2 separate regions of the Anser cygnoides genome follow, and region 1 is linked to region 2. Evidence: chromatin contacts called from public Hi-C data. All regions are on one chromosome and are shown on one strand. The core of a region is the stretch at or near the end of the contact, and the rest is flanking DNA. Distances in the headings are between cores, read along the strand shown. Region 1 has its middle 46 kb from the start of BACH1. Region 2 overlaps MAP3K7CL (MAP3K7 C-terminal like).

Evidence for each region. Hi-C and Micro-C count contacts between places; a contact is called where the count stands out from the background.
Region 1: a Hi-C map of liver shows a contact between it and region 2, with 3 times the contacts expected there. The contact joins two enhancer-like sites. A contact is called at or near these places in 2 of 7 Hi-C or Micro-C datasets (both in liver).

The regions. Positions count from the first base shown.
Region 1 is chr1:112,095,069-112,100,635 of Taihu_goose_T2T_genome, forward strand. No RefSeq gene overlaps it. Among named protein-coding and RNA genes, the nearest start is that of BACH1, 46 kb to the left of the region's middle. Within about 2 kb of position 3,108, at least 1 of the 3 cell types and tissues checked has open chromatin away from gene starts, as enhancers often do. A contact at or near this core is called in liver, where this site is marked.
Region 2 is chr1:112,022,173-112,027,612 of Taihu_goose_T2T_genome, forward strand. All of the region lies in intron 4 of MAP3K7CL (MAP3K7 C-terminal like), which reads left to right. Among named protein-coding and RNA genes, the nearest start is that of MAP3K7CL, 25 kb to the left of the region's middle. Within about 2 kb of position 4,134, at least 2 of the 3 cell types and tissues checked have open chromatin away from gene starts, as enhancers often do. A contact at or near this core is called in liver, where this site is marked.

The sequences.
Region 1 (5,567 bases), core at 1,858-4,357, 72 kb after region 2:
TGATTTTCAATATAGTAATTTGGTTCCTTTCCATATTTTATTTATAGAGTTTGGGATGTCTCAGCTACATTAACATTATGCTTTCCAGGATTATAACCACAAAAGATAATTTACTAATGTTACCAAGCACCACACTAATTAAATCTTTAATTTGAAGTTATTCCCCCAGTAAGATTGTGCGCCAAGTGAAATATTTCAACATTTTAATCTAAAGACTTACTTTTTGTTTGTTTGTTTTTTTGGTAACAGTTAAGAACAATAATTCAGCTTATTGAACACAGACACACATTTTAACATGCCTGTGCAGAATCATGTCTTATCCAAAATACCAAACTCATGCTAAACTATGTCTTTTTAAAAATAAATAAATTAATTAATTAAAATTCATGTTCTTTATTGAACTGTAGTATCTGCATCTCTATATTAATGAGAGATCTTCATGGTCTGTTCTGACTCTTGCAGTCATTTCTGAGAACTGACTTGATGTGAAAGACCTTACAAATTACTGTTGTATAGTATATGGGACTGCAGTCAGCACATAGTATCTTTCAGAAAGTTCTTCAGGATCATGGAAGACAAGGGATAAATTCTTGGCCTTTCAAAAAAGTTTTTTCTTGTAATGTTTTTTCATCCCACTTTTTTGAAACTACCTACCATCTAATTTATTTTGGGTATACTACATAAAGCCTGAAAAAGCTTTTAGTCAGCAAATAAAATTCAAATTAGCTAGGTTTTCTGAAAGAACGACATATGTGCATTTTGATTATAGGCAAAAAAAAATTGACTGCTGAAGAAAAAGGAGGACCATGAAGAAGGAAATACAGGTACTTCTTATGAGGCTCTTGGCATCCTACTTGGCAGATTTGCAGTTATTTTATATCTGAGTTTCTCTTGGTTCTGTTTTCATTTGCTAGTATTTAGGTTGCAGATAGAAATGGATATATGAGAGTATGATTTCCAACCCACAGCAATCATGACAAGTAAGGAATTCACAAGAAACACTATCTCCAGGAAATGGTATTGGCAAATTCATTTTAGGGGTAAACAGGTACAGATTAGGTATAGTTTGGGTAAACTTGTTCATGAGTTGGTAAAGCTGGGATGCAGCTGACTTCTACCATATTGTGCAAATTTGTTCCTGCAGTTTGATTGACTTCTTTTTCAGTATTTATAGTGTAGAAACAGTCATGCTGTCTGTACACAGGTCCACCTGGCTCTGTAGGCACTTGGTGAGAGTGGCTAATGCACTTTGGACAAATACAGTGATATTCTTCACCTGGCATTTCCTCCTGGTGATCCACAGGTTATGGGCTTCCTAAGCCCAAGATTGCATTGGATTTTTCTCTTTAATGGCCTAGTGGCTTTTTTTTTTTTTTCCTTTTTGAGAAAAAGTACATTTCACATGCTGGCGAGTGACACATTTTAAGGATGCAGAAAAGATCATTCTAATTATTTTGTTTTTATGTTTTTTTACCTGACCAATTCTTTCGATGCTTTTAAGTGTTGGTGTTGTGAAAAACGGTGAATAACAATTCTATTCACATTTTCCTTACTGCGCAGAATTTTGTACAGCACTGACCTGTTACCTCTTTTTTCCATGATGAGTAATTCTCTAAAGCCTTGTTCTGTTTTCTCTTTGTCTTTGTCTTTCTCTCTTAAGTTCTGCTATATCCATTTTTAGATATAGTGAGCAGAACTGCATGCCTTGTTTAAGAGATGTATTTATATACTGGTAAAGAATGCTTTCTGTTTTATTCTCTATTCCTAATCTTTGCTAATATTTTTTTTTCTTTGACCAGAAGTGATCTATTTCCAAAAAACTTATTCACTATGGCTCTTGATTTTTTTGTTTCTTATTCATAGACAGGTAGTTTAAAACTCATTAGTGTGCATGTCTAAATAAGGTTGTTTTTCCCTATATGGATCACTGTGCTTTAACAACTTTGAATTTAATCTGCCTATTTTACCATCCAGCTGCTCAGTCTCCTCCTGCAACTCTTCACAGTGCATTTTATTCTTTTACTGTGCTGGATTATTACCATCAGCAATCTTTATTGTATAGTTCACTTTCTTTTTCACATAATTTATGACCATGTTCTACACAGAGATCATTACTGGACCCATGTGGTAGCTTCCTGTATAGGTTGAAGGCTAATCATTTATTCCTGCCTTTTATTTCCCATCTCTTAACCTATTATTAATCCATAACAGGACCTATATTTCACAAAGAGCTTTGTTCAGGTAGTATTATACAAGCCCATTTTAGAAACCCTAACATGGTTCACTCATGGCCACATGCTTGGTGATCCCTTCAGGGAACTTTAATAGGTTTGTGACTTCCCTCCTGTGATCATATTGACCCTTCTCATTGTTACACTGATGTGTCTTTTAATTCTTCCCCTGTTATAATCTTAATCAGTCTGGTCTCTACGGGCAGCAGAATTACTAAACAGCTGCTCCATAGATCCTTCCATAGCTCTTTTCAGAAGTTGGTATCACTTTCCTTTTCTCTGAGTGCTCATGCCATAGGAGACATCACACCTAACTACTTCTAGAATTAATATTTGAGATACTTAAGAATTAATGAATGAAAACCATTTGGTCCTCATGAATTATTACTATTTATTTTATCTATTTGTTCTACATTTCTTCTACTGACGCTTCTATTTAGCAGATTCTCCAGTTGATTGTATGGCTAGGTGCCAAAACAGGCAACTCCATGTTCTTCCCCATGATAGAAATAGAAGTAAAGCATTGATTTAGCATTTCTGCTATGGCTTTAAATTTCTCGTGTAAATTTCTTTTTCTTGCACCTATTTCATTTTCGGGTTCTACAGACTGGTTGATTTTCTACGTCTGAGAAATTTGAAGAAAGTTCAAAAAACTTGTCTGCGGTGTATTTTTAATATGGCTTTATCTTTAGCTAGCATTAATGTACTTTTCTATTTTCCTTGTTTGGACATGGCTTCTACTTCTGGACAGATGCCTTTTTGCTATTAATAGCTTTCTTTATTCTCCTGCTTGACTACACCAACATTTTCAGCCATCACTTGAGAGTCATTTTTAGTACAAAGTATGATCTAAGCCTCTGCTATACTGTCTTCACATACTCTCAAATCAACTGCAAGGATTTTGGTCATTTAGGTGCTGATTTCAGTGTTATATCTGTGTGACATATTGTTTCCAGTACATTATTTCCTTTATCAGGCCTGTGTGGTTTCAGTATGAACAGGTAAAAATTTTACATAGCAGTTGAAACAAACAGATGAGAAAAGCTCAGCAAATCAGTCTGTGTGAGGTTAAACTCTGAACTTTTGGCAAAATCAGGATCGTGTTGTTATTTGGGTTGGGCCCTGCCTGTTACCAGCAACACACGCGTTCAATGAACTCTGGCACTGTGTCCTGCTGGGTGCTGAAGGAATGAATGCCTGTAGGCCTGACAGAGCAACAGATGGACCCCTGTCATGCTGACCCACTGAAGGGAGGGCTGCCCTCTAAGAAGGGTGTCCACAGGCTTTTGTTCAGTTTAGTTTAGTTTAGAGGCCTTCTTTTCTGCTTATGCTTCAGCTGAGGTGTCTCATCCCCCATTTGGAGGGTTGGGCAGCATCTGCAGAGGGTGTCCCTGAGGCCTCCCACCGCTGACAGTCTTCTGTCCTGGCCTGGTCAGGTGAAAATGGCATTCCCAAGGCCTTGCTAAGTGTCATAACGTCAGGAGGTGTTACAGTTTCTAAAAAAGGGTCCAGGACATGGGCTATTTCTACAGTTTTTCATATGTGTGAGAAATTCAATGGTTAGAAATGAGGACGGAAAATGGAATAACCCATGAAAAGTAATCTGTCTGTGGCTTGTTGTCTATGCTTGCTGAGCTGAGGAATCACGATTCAGAACAAGCAAGTTTCTGAAATGTTCTGTGGTTTTGTTATGTAAAATCTTTGCTGTATTGATAGGGAGAGACTGAGGATTCCTGCAGCTTCTTGGGAGACTGGAGAGGAGTCAGGGGATGTCGCTGCTTAGCTCTATTGGTTTTCCTTGAACAATCAATGTCACCACTGTGACAAGGACATTCAATTTAATCATCTGAAAATTAAGGCAAATAGTTGAGGGGCCCCAGAGAATACAAACTGCAATTAAGAGCTAATTGACAGAGAATAGCATAAATTGACCCATTATCCCTGAGCCTTGCTTGTGAGGATCAAAAATGGGAATGGTTCCTGCACGAGGACTTGGTGAGAAGGTCCATAGGTGATGTGGGAGATGTGACAGAGGCCCTGCAGGGTTGTGACCAGAAGGGGAGGGCAGAGAGGGACCAACGGTTCAACGTCTCCTCTGTGGACCATTAAATGAAGCTAGCAGGAGCCTGGTTCAAACCGAACAAGAGGTGGGGCTTCACTTAATGGATGGCTTGGACTTCATGCACAAAGATATGTTTAGGTGCTAAAATATTACATAGGTTGAAAGAGAGGTTGAACAGGTACGTGGAGAAAAAAACTGCGGCAAATCTGGGAGGTACTGCTGCAGAAAAGCACGAGAAAAGAAGTTGCATGTGTCCATGCTCAGTGCATAGGTATGCCCCTAAGCAACATAAGTGAAGACTGGAGCTGAATGTGTGATAAAATGAGGAATGGACAACATTTCAGATAGAGAAGTGATCAACTAGTGTGCAGTTCTCTGCTACAGAAAGAGAGATTTATCTAAGCTTTACCTAAGATGTTTACATAAGCTTTACTTAAGCTTTACCCAAGCTTTAAAATCATCAATCTTTTTTTAAGGAACTGTTTTTAAATATGAAGTTTGAATTTAAGAATAAAGTAAATTAATTAATCTGAATTACCAAGAAATGTAGGATCATGATTACCATGTCTATTCAGAAATTGCTATAATTTATATAGCTCTCTTCACTCACGCATCTTGATACTTCTGATAGTAATAATCATGTTTTCTCCTACCCAGGAGGATGCCTGAGGTGAGGAAGTTGACTCCACGCCTCAGGACTGCCTCCACCAAGAAAGAAAGAAGGGTGATTGTTGTGGGCGACTCCCTCCTCAGGGGAACGGAGGGCCCTATTTGTCGGCCTGACCCCACACATAGGGAAGTCTGCTGCCTCCCTGGGGCCAGGGTCAGAGACATTACCTGGAAGCTTCCAAACCTGGTTCGCCCCTCTGACTATTACCCGCTTTTGATAGTCCAGGCTGGCAGTGACGATGTTGAAAAGAGAAGCCTCAAGGCTATCAAACAGGACTATAGGGGGCTGGGACGATTGGTGGAGGGAGCGGGAGTGCAGGTGGTGTTTTCGTCCATCCCTACGGGGGAAGGGAGAGGCACGGAGAGGACATGGAAAGCTCGCGTGGTTAATAGGTGGCTCAGAGGCTGGTGCCAGCACAGAAATTTTGGGTTTTTTCACCATGGGGAGCTTTTCTCGGCACCCGGCCTGATGGCCCCAGACGGGTCCCTATCTCCAAGGGGAAAACGGATCCTAGGCCAGGAGCTGGCGGGACTCATAGAGAGCGCTTTAAACTAGGTAAGAAGGGGGACGGGGCTCAAACAAGGCTTGTTGGAGCTGTGCCGGG
Region 2 (5,440 bases), core at 2,884-5,383:
AACTTTTTTTGTGCATCTTCTTTATGTACATTCACATTTTAGGTGTTCATATCCAAAGTGCCTAAGCTGTAGGGAGGCTTTTTCCTTTTTTTTTTTTTTTGTGTCTATGACCTATATTCACACCCCTAGTCTTCACATGACTATTTAATGGCAAAGTGCTTTCTGTGACTCTTTCCACAAGACATCTGACAAAGGAATTCTGACAGAGAGAGGAAAGAAGGTGAGCAGTGAAAGCTTTTACCAGACAACCAACCCCAAGTAATAACAGTTACTGCTAACTTTCTCCTTCAAATGCTTTTTTATTTTTATATTCACATTGAAGGTGACTTGAAGAAGTGTGGCATTACTCAAGAAGAATTACCTCAGTGTGGATCTCTGAGGCTTCTTGGGAAGATAAAGACACACAATCATTCTTCCAAATGCCACATTAAGTTTCTGTGATTGGTGTAGTGTATGGTGAGAGAAGGAATATAGCCCGTAACTATGTACGGAAGAGAAACACTCAAACACTATTTGAATGCATTTTTATATATCTATACAATCTGTGGTACTAGCTGAATTAGAAATATTTTGCTCCTTGGGAACAGCAGATATATGCACAAAATTGTTTACCTGAACTCAAAAACTATCCTAATCAACCTCCAAGACCAGAAATCAGACTCTCAGCAGTGGTCATTCTGGATGAATTAAGGAGCTTCAAGTTGGCATTTTCCTTCATTCCACCAGTGGATGTCAACAGTGGAACAACGTGAGGAAGTTTCCACTATTCCTACCTTTCCTAAACCTGTTTTGTGGACAGAAGATTTCATGCCCCAGTAAATATGTTAATGCAACAGCAGCTGAATAAGGCAACAAATAGAATTCTATTATTGTCCTTTGTTACGTGCCTCCTCGTTACATATTTGTGGCTTAGATGTTCATGTGCTGTGTAGCTGTGAAGTGCCTAGACATGAAAGGTGTCAGTGCATCACCTGTCATGACCTCCCAGATCCTTTAATCAGAAGTAGTCCTACAAGCACTAGAATTGAAGATGCTTACTTTTCTAAAGATTGGTGCATTGTGGTTATTTGATTTTGAGGTTTAAAAAGCTGCAACTGCCAACTGAAACTTCTTTCTCCAGGGAATTATCTGTGAAGTCCCTCCCTTCAGGTAGATTGTCTATTTTGTAGTGTTTTGGAGGAGGGCTCATCATACTGCCTTCCCTCTTTGGGGTGTCTGTCTTTTCTGTTGCAGTAGGTTTTTTCTGTAGCAGAGAGGATTGTTTGTTTTAAACCTTCCAGAAACTGGGATTTCTTCGCCCTGTAAAGTTTGGTTAAAATCAGAAAGTGGATTAGAAAGTTACTAGGACACATAGACCTCTACACACATGTAAGCATACATGACCTAAATAAATTTATCTTGATTTTTGTATAAAACTAGGTAGAAAGGAGGTACAAGTGTGGAGGTGTAGAAGTAAGCAAAACATAAATGAGGTTTTTGGTCTAACGATCACTTACTTCTATCTAAAAACATACTCAACAGTAACACTTTGAAAGTTAAAAGAAGTTTATGGGTTAGCATATGCTGAATTAAAGAGGTGGAGAGTGGATCATGACATCTGGGGTGAGATGCATATTGACTATTTCTCTCTCTCAAGAGAGGAAGATGATTTGTCTTTTCTAAAAGAAGTTTGTTGTGATGCACAGCTTTTAGACTCAAAAGCAGTTATAATCAAAGTGAAAATGTGGAGTTGTCTGCAGCTTTCTGAAATTTGAGCAGATTAGGAACTGTTACAGGTGTCTTGATCTACTTAAATTTAATGGTATGGAAATGCAGATGCACAATTGCCTAACAGATCTGCTATCTGTTACTGTTGTCTATTTCTTTTAAATATTAATTTGATAAAATGGACAGAAGTAGAGTTTTGTGCTTTTTAATGTGAACAAGTAATTTGTGCAGTGTTCTTCGGCTTACATTTTTACCAAAGACAACAAGAAGTGCTGTTGGATGATAGCCCTGCCAGTGTTTTGAACTTCTTCCCCACAAGTCAACGCACCTTTGAAATTCAAATGTCAAGTCCCACCTGGCAGCATCTGCAGCATCTGCACCTGTGGTACAGATACACAGGTACATCTGCACCTGTGGTACAGTGTAGTACACTGGGCACACAGAATATTGAAGATGATGATTATCAGGAACAAAGCCGAAAATTGACTAAAAATGGAGAAAAATTCGGTAGCTAGGGGAAATAAATTATTTTAAGTTAACCTGAAATAAATATCTATAGAAGTATTGGACATGTTTAGCAAAACAAACAAGAGAAAATAATAGTAAAAAAGAATAGTATTCATTTTGCTTCATACAATTTTTTTCCCACCTGCAAAGTTCAATTTAACCTTATATATATGAAGTAATAAACACAGGTGTATTTCTAAAGGAGGAGTCCTTAAGAACTAGAAAGGTGAATAACATTGTTATAAAATAGTCAAAAAATATTTACTCTTTTTAAAAATTTCAAAGGTTTTCAGTTCTTCTTAGTTTAACTTGTCTCACACTGTGGTGTGTAAATTATGTATGGCTGGAGTATGGAAAATCAGTGGCGTGAAATGACAGAGGTTGCTTTTCTTCAGAGCAAGAACAGAGCTTATTTGTCCCTTTCTGTTGTGTGCAATGCAGCTTGCAAGAGAGTGTACTAGGTTGAGTGGGAGGGAAGATGACAACTATTTTACATGGAAATGGGAAATGTAAAAGAGAAGGGGAAGTTGTATGTTCATAAAAAGAGAAACTCATGGGGCAAAGCAAATGAGAAGGGAAAAAAGTTAGGAAAAAGACAAATAAAAGGAAGCAAGAAATTGAAGGAATTTAAGAGAACATCGGGTAGATTTTTTTTGCTAATATAAATCATCATAGCTCTGGTTGCAGTCTTCACTCAAACTCTTCCCAGTTATGCCATTTATGCCAGCAATATGTATTAGAAGGGACAAAATCAGTCTGGAATGGGAGACACGATCGAAAAGAAAGAAAAGGGTGTGGGAGCGAGAACACACTACATTTAGGTCACAGAATGTTATTTAATTTATGTTCCAGAAACACACATGTATTTCCATAACAGATGTTTTTGGGTATCTAAGTTTGGGTGAAAGGGATGGGATGGCTGGTTATTTTGAGCACTTGTTATATTGCTATTACTAGATAATGACCCTGGATTATGTAGTTAAATATTAGAGTTGCCATGGTTGCTAGCTATATCTTATATTCTTAGCTCTGGCTGGTTTTCTCTTTTTCCTCCCCCAGACAATTCTAATATAACTCTCCAGAAAATATCACTTGACCACCACCTGGTTTAGGATTGCTCTTTTTCTTTGCCATGGAGATGATTGCTTTTCCTTCCTTTACATGTGTTGCAGTAGTCATGCAGTGGAGATGTCCACTTAATCTTGTGGGATACTTCCATATGCTTTAGCATGCACTCATCACCCAAGGAGTTTTTGTAAGGTCTCAAGCCCAAGTGGCTCCTCCAAGCACACTTTCTGGAGAGTCACTACACTGTTGAGACAAGTAGTCTTCAGGCTTTCAGGTACTGCAGAAAAAGACTGGTGTAAGTCATAAAGGCAACTTTTTATCCGACTAATTCTTCCATTCTAGGCCTGATTTTTCATCAGCTCAAACATATCCAAAATACCTGTTAACTTGCCAAATCAGTAGAAATAACATCTTCTCAAATACAAAGAGAAACCTCTACATGCCCTGTTGTAGTAGTGATTACTTACACACCTTTATGTGCTGGCATCTGAGGAATGGTTTTATTTACATTAAAGTAGGCTATCTCAGTTTTTAAAAAATTAGTTACCAGACTTTGAACACACAAGGGCAGTCTCCTCAGTCAGCAGTTACCTGACGGGAATCTCATGATTCCTCCTGACATGAAAGTCAAATATGGGAAGAGTAAATGACCTTATGGCCACCAGGACACAGACACGTCAGCTAGGAAGAAGTGTGTAGTACCACAGGTTCATGATCCTGAATATGTTGCTCACAACCAGGTAAAGACAAAGGCAGCTCTTTGCACTGTGGAAGCTGTTTGCCGTGAGTCCAGTTCATCTCCAAATAGAGTTATCTGGAATTAAGTATATTTGCCTTATCTGACACTTTTCTTGGTATTTATTTGTTGTGAGTATTACTGTAAAGTAATTCTGTTCTCTGCAAGGGCAGTCATTAAGGCCAGGACAAGAGAACAATTTCCCTAAGACCATGATGGTTTTGTTTGTTTGTTTTTTTGTTTGTTTTCCTGGTCTGGTATGGCTTGTGGTTTATTGATTCGTGATGCAAATCACACTGGTCTTCCCTTCTCACCCCAACCCCTCCCCAAAAAAGAACACTTAAAGTGCATGTTACAGATTGTCTCAAAGCTTCGAGTACCCCAGCACCATTTTAGAAAATACCTTATCAATGCTGTTAATATTTAAATACAGGGTAACCATTAACAACAAACACAGATTACACAATGCCAGATCTATTTATTAGGCATCCATAACAAAGGCTAGATGGTGCAAGAGCTTAGTATGATGTTCTTTAACCTCTGAGAGCTAAGTTCAAATCCTGGATTAGATCAGAAGCAAATGTTAGTTACTGTCCTCATCCTTTTGTGAGCTTCGTAAACCACACCATTCATAACATTTAGCAATTCCCTGGTACTCTAATTTTAGATCTCTGTGGCAGGCTGGCAGTATTTGCCTGAAACATCATCCTACCCTGTAAACAGGTGTTGATCCTGATGGGAAGGGAATAAGTAGGTTCTGCTGACTCAGAACACGGCAATTTTACTACCTCAGTGCAAGGAAACTGCATTCTGGCAGGGAGGTCCTAGAGAGTGGACTACAGAAATTAGGATACTTTGATCTTAGCTCTTGTTTGCTTTCTTTAACAGCAAAGCTTAATCCCAGGAAGAAATAAGAAGGAAAAAAAAAAAAAGCCACCTGCACTGCTTTAGGTTTATTAGAGGGCAGCATGAAAACCATGCTTGCACGTAGCCTCATCTTATCAAATCAAGAATGACATTCATTAATAGAGCTGTCTGAGTTTGCACGCTGTCTGCCTGGCTCAAGTCCAAGTAGAGTAGACAGTACCTTTCTCCCACAAGTACTAAAATTCCTCCTGGAAAAGGTTTACCTGCTCTTAAGATGCTGACTGCTTATTAGTGTGTTCACTGCACCTCCCTTTAAGAACCTTGTAAATGTAAGAATTATTACAAATAAATGTGTTTGGAGGACTTCTTAGTCAACAGACTGTAGTTTGGAAAAGTTTCATTTAATCCATCCGTCCAACATTGTACAAGTAGAATAATTGCAAAGAAATACTGCTGAAGCTCTCTTTCAGTCCAAAGAGACAAAAACCATCTAGAAGAAGCCCAAAAGGCTGAACTTGATTGAGGCTGTTAGACTAGTAAAATCTCACCATCCTT